3 separate regions of the Sus scrofa genome follow, and all the other regions are linked to region 3. A link is a contact called in public HiChIP or PLAC-seq and promoter capture Hi-C data. All regions are on one chromosome and are shown on one strand. Each heading gives the region's core, a stretch centred on a gene start, on an enhancer-like site or on the middle of the called end of the contact. The rest is flanking DNA. Distances are from core to core; before and after follow the strand shown. Region 1 holds the start of DCAF1 (protein VPRBP). Region 2 holds the start of RBM15B (putative RNA-binding protein 15B). Region 3 holds the start of TEX264 (testis-expressed protein 264).

What was found. Promoter capture Hi-C pulls out the DNA fragments that hold promoters and counts their contacts. HiChIP or PLAC-seq counts read pairs in DNA pulled down with a chosen protein or histone mark.
Region 1: a contact with region 3 is called in an H3K27ac HiChIP or PLAC-seq map of alveolar macrophages. The contact joins the promoter of DCAF1 here to the promoter of TEX264 in region 3. A contact is called at or near these places in 2 of 5 promoter capture datasets (fetal liver and liver), 21 of 47 Hi-C or Micro-C datasets (alveolar macrophages, blood, embryonic fibroblasts and 13 more) and 2 of 2 datasets of contacts at active chromatin or transcription factors (alveolar macrophages and skeletal muscle).
Region 2: a contact with region 3 is called in a promoter capture Hi-C map of fetal liver, with 3 times the contacts expected there. The contact joins the promoter of RBM15B here to the promoter of TEX264 in region 3. A contact is called at or near these places in 3 of 5 promoter capture datasets (fetal liver, fetal skeletal muscle and liver), 22 of 47 Hi-C or Micro-C datasets (alveolar macrophages, blood, embryonic fibroblasts and 11 more) and 2 of 2 datasets of contacts at active chromatin or transcription factors (alveolar macrophages and skeletal muscle).

Annotation. Positions count from the first base shown.
Region 1 is chr13:33,749,416-33,752,287 of Sscrofa11.1, reverse strand. It overlaps DCAF1 (protein VPRBP), which reads left to right and starts at 1,416. Exons shown (of 24, transcript XR_002337541.1): 1 at 1,416-1,522. It overlaps LOC110256236 (a long non-coding RNA gene), which reads right to left and starts at 1,288. Exons shown (of 3, transcript XR_002337545.1): 1 at 744-1,288.
Region 2 is chr13:33,662,800-33,665,723 of Sscrofa11.1, reverse strand. It overlaps RBM15B (putative RNA-binding protein 15B), which reads right to left and starts at 1,337. Exons shown (of 1, transcript XM_003132238.4): 1 at 1-1,337. The coding sequence starts at 1,252.
Region 3 is chr13:33,891,002-33,894,137 of Sscrofa11.1, reverse strand. TEX264 (testis-expressed protein 264) reads right to left here and starts at 1,581. Exons shown (of 5, transcript XM_021068863.1): 1 at 1,352-1,581.

The sequences.
Region 1 (2,872 bases), core at 167-2,666, 140 kb after region 3:
CCTGGGTTCCCACGAGGGCTCTCTTCCTTTCAGGATTTCAGTCAGTGGGGAAGTCACAACCACACTGGTTACATCAAGGACAGAGGGAAAGTTTCTAAGTCCTAAATGCTCCATCCTCATGCATTTTGGGTTCAGAGCCCAGGGAGGCATGGCAGGAAAGTCAGCTGAAGGAGTCAGCTGAAGGAGGATTGATGTAGGAAGTTATGGTCCAGGCTCTCTGCACCCATGAACCTGGGCCCCATTCCTTGGGCCACAGTCTGGGCTCAGATTTCTCATTTGTATAGGCGGCTAACTGTACTACCCTGTGGGGTCCTAGCGGCCATTACTGAGATCAGCAAAGTTCCAGAACCACAGAGACAGAGAGTTACAAGACATGAAAGAGGTGCAGAGAGACAGAGGTGCAGAGAGAAGACACACTTCTATAGCACTGCCACCCATCATTGTAGAATTTTGTGCCTGAGTAGCTGCTTCAAGTTACACACTGAAGTGAAGGAGGGAAGTCTCTTTCTGGAAAGAGGGCAATGGGCTCTGGTGGGAAACAGAATCAAGAGACCCACCATCTAGGCTCTTGCTAGTTTCTTACTAGCTATAGAACGTGAGCATGGCAGCAGGCTTGCTATGTTCCATGTTCCTCATGTGAGAGTGCTGACTGTGAGAATTCCATAAAAATGTACAGAAACTTGCTCAGGAACTCCCAGAAATAAAGCCTTGGTAGGATCTTGTCCAGGAGAGATTCTGCTTACCCATGGAGCTACATTTCTCTTTCATGCCTCCAAAAAAGAAATCCAGTGTCAAAGAAATCCAGTGTCAGAGTCAGGGGTCGCTCTGGTTCTGCGGCTAACTGGTTGTGTGATGTTAGTCATGTCACTCAGTATGACCTGGTCTCTCTTCTCCCACCTGTAAAATAAAGGAATTAAATTAGATGGCTTCTGAGGTCAGCCCTGTCTTAATCTATGTCTTTGGTTTTTTTTCCTTTTCTCTGCCTCACATATAATACCTAGGATGAATATTTATTGATCCTACAGGCAAGGTCTTAAACAGAAAGACAAAGAAAAAAACAGAGCCTTCTGTTAAATGAGTGCTGGCATTTCACATATACTTTGGGAAATACTCTTAGATCCTGGTATATTCTAGGTATAATGGGGCAAATGAGAGAATAAAGCAAAGGCCCTTGTCACCCAGGACCGAATAAGATACTGAGAGGGTATTTAGCAATTAGAGCCTAAGCTTGGGAGGATCGGGTCTTTCACTTCACGCTTCCGGTTTCCTGAGTAACCAATGAGTATGTAGCAGTTCGCGTTTACGCTAAAAACTACACTTCCCAGAAGCCAATGCGCGGGGGCAAAGTGCTCGAACGCCAATCAGGATTAGCGGGCCCCTCCCATAGAGGCGGAACTCCATTTCCCAGGCGGCTCTGGGGCTCGTCGATATTCCTCCGCTCACCCTGGCCTTCTCCTCCCGCCTTCTGCCAGGGAGCCTCGCGCCAAGTCGGGAGAGGCGCGCGCGCGCGCGCGTGCGCGGGGTACGTAGCACGCGAGTGACGCATAATATGTGGGCCGCTCTGGAGCCGTGGTCGCACTGTGTGTGAGTGAGGGAGAGTGAGTGCGGGACCTGAGGCTGTGTGTGTGAACTGTGGCCACTGGCGGGGTCAGGGGGGTGCGGCGGAGCCGCCTGGGAAGGTGAGTAGAGAAAGGAGGGAGACGGCTCTTTCGGAGTGGCGCGAGGAGACAGGGCGCCGGGCCAGGCGGGCGGGAGAGTGGGCGCCGGACTGGGGGAGGGGCGGCACCTGCCTGGGCCGCCGGCGGAGAGGGGGCGGGCCGAGCCTCGGGGGAGGCTTGGTCTGCGGCCTGACAGGACTTTCTCTCCTCCCGATTCTTGGCTCAGGGGCGGGGCTTTCACGTTCTTGCTCCAGCCGGCAAAAGAAACTTCCCTAGAGTAACTCTTCAGCCCAGAGTAGGGGGCAAGGCTGTGCCCGCCCCTACCTGGAGGAGGGGCGCCTCTTATTTCCCTCATCACCTTTCACCTTCCAGTCCCCCCCGTCTTCCTCCGTACGGACTGGGGGCCTCCATCTTCCTGCTGTACGCCCCCCCCCTTTCCTATACTGTCTCCGCCTCCAGCCACCTGGGAGGGCTTTCCCCCTTCCTCGGCCTCTTGCCGCCTCCCCCGGCACTAGCTGGGCACCGTAATGGGTCGAGGGGGCGGAGCTCTCCTGGCACTCCTCCCACTCCCATGGTGGAAGGGAGGGGTGGAATGAGATGTGTGTGGGTCCTGCAGCTTGGAGCCAAACCTTGGAGTACCCGCCAAGTTTCTCAGGAGCCTGTTTCTGGGGGTTATAGTCGTTTTTAACTGGGTGTCAGGCGTTTGGCTTAACTCTCTCTTCCTAGACGGTTTTGGTCTCACTTCCTCTTACTGCATGTTAGCACTCGGGTTTCGCTTGTGTTGAAGTAGTTTTGGAGTGTTTGTAGTAGTTCTTTTTGAGTCCCAGCTGACTTGTCCTTGTCTATGTCACGTTGGCCTCAATTTTTCTTACGCTGTCTTTTCAATGAAGGATTTTAATTAGCCTACGTGTTTTAATGATTATTAGCAGCATCTTCGTGTTCTAAAAGCTTTTTAATGTACAGAGTGAGAGGTTCATTGGCATTGTTCTGTAATTTTCTTGTCCAAGTTTACGGGAGTTTACTTTTAAGGTTTATGTGAACTTGTATAGTTACACTCTTTAGAAATCAATTTGTATTTTTTCTACTTGATGCTGTCAAGATTTGGCCTTTGTATGTAACAGTTATTGTCCATTTTCCAGTGATAGTGTATTTTTGGATGTGAGATATTAGATACAGAATTTGGGAGCTAGAATGGAAATCCTTTTATGTTCAAA
Region 2 (2,924 bases), core at 88-2,587, 230 kb after region 3:
TCGCCTTGCCGTAGCCTATCTTAATGGGGTTGCGGCCGATCACCCGACCTGACATGGCCACCTTAGCTCTATGGGCCATATCCAGGTTCTGGAACTTGAGAAAGGCATACGCACCGCCCTGACCACGGGCGGGTCTCTTGATGACCACCTCCTCAATGATGCCATACTTTTCGAAAGCCCGTCTCAGCTCCACCTCTGACACGCTGTGGTCCAGGTTACCGATGAAGAGGTTTCGCGTGGCCCGCTGGTCGTCCTCAGGCATCAGGTCCTCCTCGCACACGGCCGGGTAGCCGTAGGGGCGTCCGCGGTCGTCATACAACCCGTAGTAGTCCAGGGCCCGCTCCCGGGATAGTCCTACGGCGGCGGCGGCGGCAGCATCCAGGGCAAAGGCTGCGGCGGCGTGGCGGGCGCGGGGCTCTCGCAGTGGCGGGGCAGCAACCGGTGACAGCGAACGCTGCTTGTACTGGTAGCCGCCGTGCAGCGGGAGGTAGCCGAGTGGATCGGCCGGCGCGGGCGGCCCCGGGGGCGGTGTGGAGGCGGCGGCGCTACTGCTGCTGCTTCTTCGGCTGCTCCCGCCGCCGCCGCCGCCGCCGCGCAGGTACACGGGTTCCACCTTGAGCGGACGGTCGTAGAGCAGCAGCTGGCGGGCCAGGGCGTGCTGTCGGGCCTCGCGTGCGTCCTGTGGGTGCCGGAAGTTCACGTAGGCCACGCGGCCCAGCTCAGGCGTGTGCGACAAGCGCAGGCTGATCTCGCCGAAGCGCTTGAACTGGTGGAAGAGCCGGTCCTCGAGATGCTCGGCGGGCAGCGCGGGACTCAAGCTGCTGATGAGCAGCGTCTTATACTCGGGTGCGGCCGCGGAAGAGCCGGGACCCGCGGGCTCGGACCCGGGCGGCGGGGGAGGTGGCGGCAGCGGAGACGCGCGGGGCGAAGCGCCTGAAGCGCCCGGATCCCCCGAGGCCTTGCCGCCGCGTCCCCCGCCGCCGGCGCCCGAACCCGAGGCGCGGCCGCTGCTCGCACGATGATTCGCGTCCCCGGCGCCGCGGCCGTCGCGATGCCCACCCCCGCCGCCCCCGCTACCGCGGGGTTTCTCGCGGGCCCGCGTTGGAACGGGGTGCTTGGTGCCGCCCGAGGCCTTGTGCGCCGCCCGCCGCCCGCCCGCCTCTGCCTCCCGTTCGCGCTCCCGCGGTCGCTTGGCCGATGATGACGAGCCGCGCCCGCCTGGGCTCGAGTCTCGCTCGCTCTGCCTCTTCATGGCGCCGGCGCGGCGGGCGGGCGGGCGGCCCGCGGGCCTCTCACAGCGGCGGCGGCGGCGGCGGCGGCCGAGGAGGCAGCGCCCCCGGCGCCGCCATCTTGGACAAAAGGACTCGGCGCGGCGGTGGCGGCGGGGCGGGGCGGGAGCGGCGCCCAGGGGCCGGGTGTCGCGTTATCTGGCTGCGCCGCCCGCACCACGTGACTCTGAGGCGGGCGGGGCAAGAGCTGCGCCGGGTGTGCGTCATTGGGATGCGCCGCCCCGTGCCACGTGATCCCCGTTGCAAGCCAGCGAGCTTGTCTAGGCAGTGAGCTCTGGCGCCACCGCGTGGCCGGAGTTCTATGGAAATCATAGTCGTGTCGAGAGCACTGCTGCACCTAGGCCTCTGGCTCCGGGCTGGGCGGCCAGGGTAGCCGGATGGAAGCGGGAGTAGCGGCCTCTTTACGTGATATTCCCAATTCCAAGACTAGGTTTGCGTGACTCCCATACCTCGCCCGAGTCTCCTGACCGTCGTCCGGGATGGACAACCCTGAGGACCAAAGCATGCCGCCCCCTAGGACCCACGCCCCATATCTTGAGCATCCCCTGCGTTCAGGCACACCTACAGCAGGCCTCTGAAAGGCCATATGAGGAGCATGGCCACGCATGCAGAAGCCCTAGGCACGGAAAGCTGAGACATGCCGGCGGTTTCCCGAGTGGCACCAGGCTCCTTGGTGCCATGGGGCCCCACCCTCTGCCCTGAGCGTTCGAGCAGAAAGAGAGCTGTAAGGGCAGGGCCACGGAAACAATGGCGGAGAATAAACCCAGGGCTTACCCAGCTTGCCATGCTTACCTTTCACTGGCCAGCGTCCTCCTATCCACTTCCAAGATGGCGAGATGACTGGGAATATGTTCCCGAGGAGAGGGGAGGGAGAATCCTGCTCAGCATCCAAGCCCCTTGGGGAAGCGTTCATTCTGCAGGGTTGCTGGAGGGTTCGCAGAACCTGACCCAACTTCAGCCACAGAAACTATGGAGTGAGCAAAACGCACCACGGTTCTTCCCTCCTCCCACAGAGAAAGCAACTCCCGGAGCAACTGAGGCAGGTCCAAGAGTTAATGTTTCCGAAGAAACACCTGTAACATTTCTGAAATCTGCTTCCAGGAGTTAACCCCTTCCTAGACAGAGACACTTGTAGCTCAGCCCGAGGGTAGCAGTTAATTGGCCTGTTTTCCGTTTGGTGTGGTCTGGAGGATATGGAACACAGACCTAGGGTGCTGAGACAGCTCCACCTCGTAGGAGTTCTGGCTCCAGCCATGGACCTTCCTTGGCACCTTTCAGGGCCTCAGGATGCTCTATGCTTGTTAGATTTAACAGCTCATCTACTTCGTCTAAATCTGGAAGACCTGGCCTGAGAAATGGCTCAAACTTTTTGCTTTCCTCAGACATGTTGCTGCAAGGGCGGAAAATGCAGTCCTGCTGTTGACAAGCATCAGTGGATGCCACAGCAGGCTGAGAGGCACTTCATGTAGGCAAACTGAATTTAGAAATTGCACAATTGTGACCCCAGGCCAGGGCAATTCCTTGGAAAGCACTGCTTCTTAGGCCTTTCCTCCAGGTGGTCCTGAGGTGCGAGAACAGGGGTCTCAGAGGTGAGTCAAGGCTCACATTGACAACTGGGTTTCCTAAGCACCATCC
Region 3 (3,136 bases), core at 332-2,831:
GGAAATCAAAAGCCAAACTCCGCCTCACAAATGTCAGCTCTTCACTAGAGCCCTGCTCATGCCCCTATTCTTGGAGAGCCCTCTTCCTGGAAGGCTCCAGCCACCGATCCTGGCCTGATACAGCCCCTTCCGCTGCCCCTAGGCAGGCCTTGACCCTTCTCGGGCCTCAGTTTCTGCTAGGGTCAGGAGGCACTAGGTAAGCGTCTGGGAGGGCTGCCAGCGTTGGCTTCCTGAGGTCGCTCACGAACGCCGTGGCTGTCGGCCCGGTCCTTAAAGGGCCCGCCGCAGGCAAAACTTCGGTGTCTGCCGGGAGCAGGAATACTTGGGGTCCGAGAGGCCTCGCGGGGTGGAAGGGTCGTCGCGTCCACTCTTTACTCTGGGCTTCCAGACCCCGCTCACCCTCGCCTCACCTATTTACCCAGCCCTCTTCTTTTCAGCCACAACTTCTGGAGGCCCCAGGCACCTCCGCAACTTATAGGAAGCTAAAGTTTACAACGCCGCGGTGAGCCGCAGCCTAGGGAGAAGGGGGCGGAGTTAAAGCGCGGTTCTGGCCTTCGTCATCGAGCCCCCTACCCCCTCGCCCGCCCCCAGCTCCCCAGCCTCTGGGCCTGCCCTGCACCCGAAGCTAAGATGGAGAGCAGCCGGGGATAGTAGGCTGATCCAAGGTCGCGTTTGGGCCCTTGGACCCGACCAGGGCCAGCTGTGGGAGAGACGAGATGCAAAGAAATGCTGGGCCGCAAGGATCACGGTGGGGACACGGAAGGCCCTGAGCTCGCGCCCAGGCGGAGGTGCCAGGCCCTGGGCGCGCGTGGGGCCGCCCGGGCGGGGATACCTCCCCCGCCCGGCCCTCACCTCAGCGGCCCCCAGCCTCGGAAGCCGATTCGCGCACGCGGCTCGGGGCTGCGTCGCGGAGCCTGCGCGCCCGCCGCGCACGCTCGCTCCGCCCCCTCTCGAGGCAGAACGTGGCCGTGGGCGCGTGCGTGCGGGACCCAAAGGGCGGAGGCCTGCCGCACCCGTATCCGTGGCGACAAACACGCGCCTTGGCCTGTGGCCGTTAGGAGCCGAGCCCACCAGGTACCTTCCTGCTTCCCACAAACTACTGGGTTGCAGAGGATGAAGTCAACAGCCCCTTAGCTTCTGGGTTGTGGAGAGCACCACGACTGTCCGACCCTAGCAGTGAAGGGGGTAAGTCGGCCTAGAGGCCCGTGGTAGAGAGCCAGTCTGGTCCCAAAAAATGGCACCTCAGAGGACCGTTTGAATTAGTTTGGGAAGCGCAGCATGGCAGTAGAAGTCTGGCATTCGTACCACCCTAATTACTGCCATTTTCTCTCACTGAGGCTTCGCAACAGACCTGGGAACCGAGCAAGGCAGGTCCACTTGCTCCCGTCTCACATCTGAGGCTTAGGGAATCTCCAGACAACGCAAATATCAGCTTCCTGCCTCCAGCGGTCCATCCCTGTGCTCTGGGATTTTTAGGGGGGTGAGGAGGAGGCGGGGAAGAGGGAGTTGGGGGGGTGATCATTCACCCATCCAGCGTTTATGAAGCACGGCTCCTTGCTAAGGTCTGAGGACGCCAAGTGAACAAAACCAAGGCCCCGCCTTCCTGGAACCAACTGGGGGACGCCCGCCTTCCACGCTCCTCCCTCAGTGCCCTAGACGCGGCTGGGCGAGGCTAGTCTGCTGTTCCAGTTTAACACATTCTAGGTAACCCCCAAGTCAATTGTTTGTTCCTTGAAGACAGGTTCAATCTTCAGCTTGTATTACTGAGGATCAACAAACAACAAAGCACTCTCTTAGGGCCCCAAACATAAAATCTCGCCCTCCTGAGAGGCCGATCTTGCAGTAGAAAGAGTGGGGGAGGGGGCAACTATGCTCATAAGTTTCGCCACAAGATGGTATGGGCCAAAAGCTACCTTGGTGCTCCTCACACGGAGGATTGATGTTTGGGAGGTGAATCTTCTTTTTATGGATCCCCCTACTGTACTAGCCAAGGACAGACTGGCCACAAAGCGGCAGTTGTAGCTGGTTGCCTTTCCTTCTGCTTCACATTATTCTCTCCATAGGCAGGGAAAATTGAACTTCATCCATAGGGTTCTAGACCAACCAGAAGAATGGGTAGCTGACCCCTCAGAGGCACTCAGAGCTGGGCTGGAGGTTTGGCAGCTGTTTTGCTGATGAATATCAGGAACATGACCAAATCCTTTAGGTGCTTCAGGCAAGTGAACTATGCACTTGTGTCATTCCCTGAGACAAGGACGGGCCAGTGCTTTCAGAGACAGACAGCCTCTGCTTCTCAGAAGCTGAAGATGATCAGCTTCATCCAGGAAACTGTTGTCTGGAGCTACTCTTTCCAAATTTTTTTTTCCTTCTTTTTTTAGGGCCGCACCCATGGCATGTGGAGGTTCCCAGGCTAGGGGTCAAATCAAAACTACAGCTGCCAGCCTACACCACAGCCACAGCAACGCCGGATCCTTAACCCACTGAGGGAGGCCAGGGATTGAACTCATGTCCTCATGGATACTAGTCAGGTTCGTTAACTGCTGAGTCACGACAGGAACTCCCATACCCTTTCCTCATCTGGTTCTCTGCTTACTTCCTTTAGCTTGGTTAGGGAACTCCATAGCCTCACATCCGAGTTCTAAATGTGCCTTAGGAGCTTTAGCACCTCTGTAGTGTTAAAATAGCTGGCCTGTGACTGGGGCTGTAGGCCAGTGGCCTCCCAGGCTTTATTTCAGGCAGCTGCCAACAAGCACTGCCACCTCCCGCCCGCTTGGGAGGACCCCTGCATGGCCTCTGCTAGCCACCAGGCAATAGCCCAGGCACTTTGCTCTCCCCCTTGTATCAAGTCTGAGCAGAGCTGACCACCTAGCCATCTGCATCATGCACTCTTCAGTCCTATATCCAAATAGCACATATTCTCCTCTCATGAGCCTAGACTTGGTCTCTGCCTCCTCCTGACTTCCCCTGACAAAAGAACTCCCACAGAAGCTCTTTAGTTCTCCCTTAGTACATTTCCAGAGAATGTTTTCCCCAGGCTCCTCCCCTTAAAAGGACCAAACTTGGGTAACTAAAGCATAGACCATCCCTTCCTTCCTCTACCTCTTCATGTTCCAAAGCCCTCATTAGTTCTCTCTGA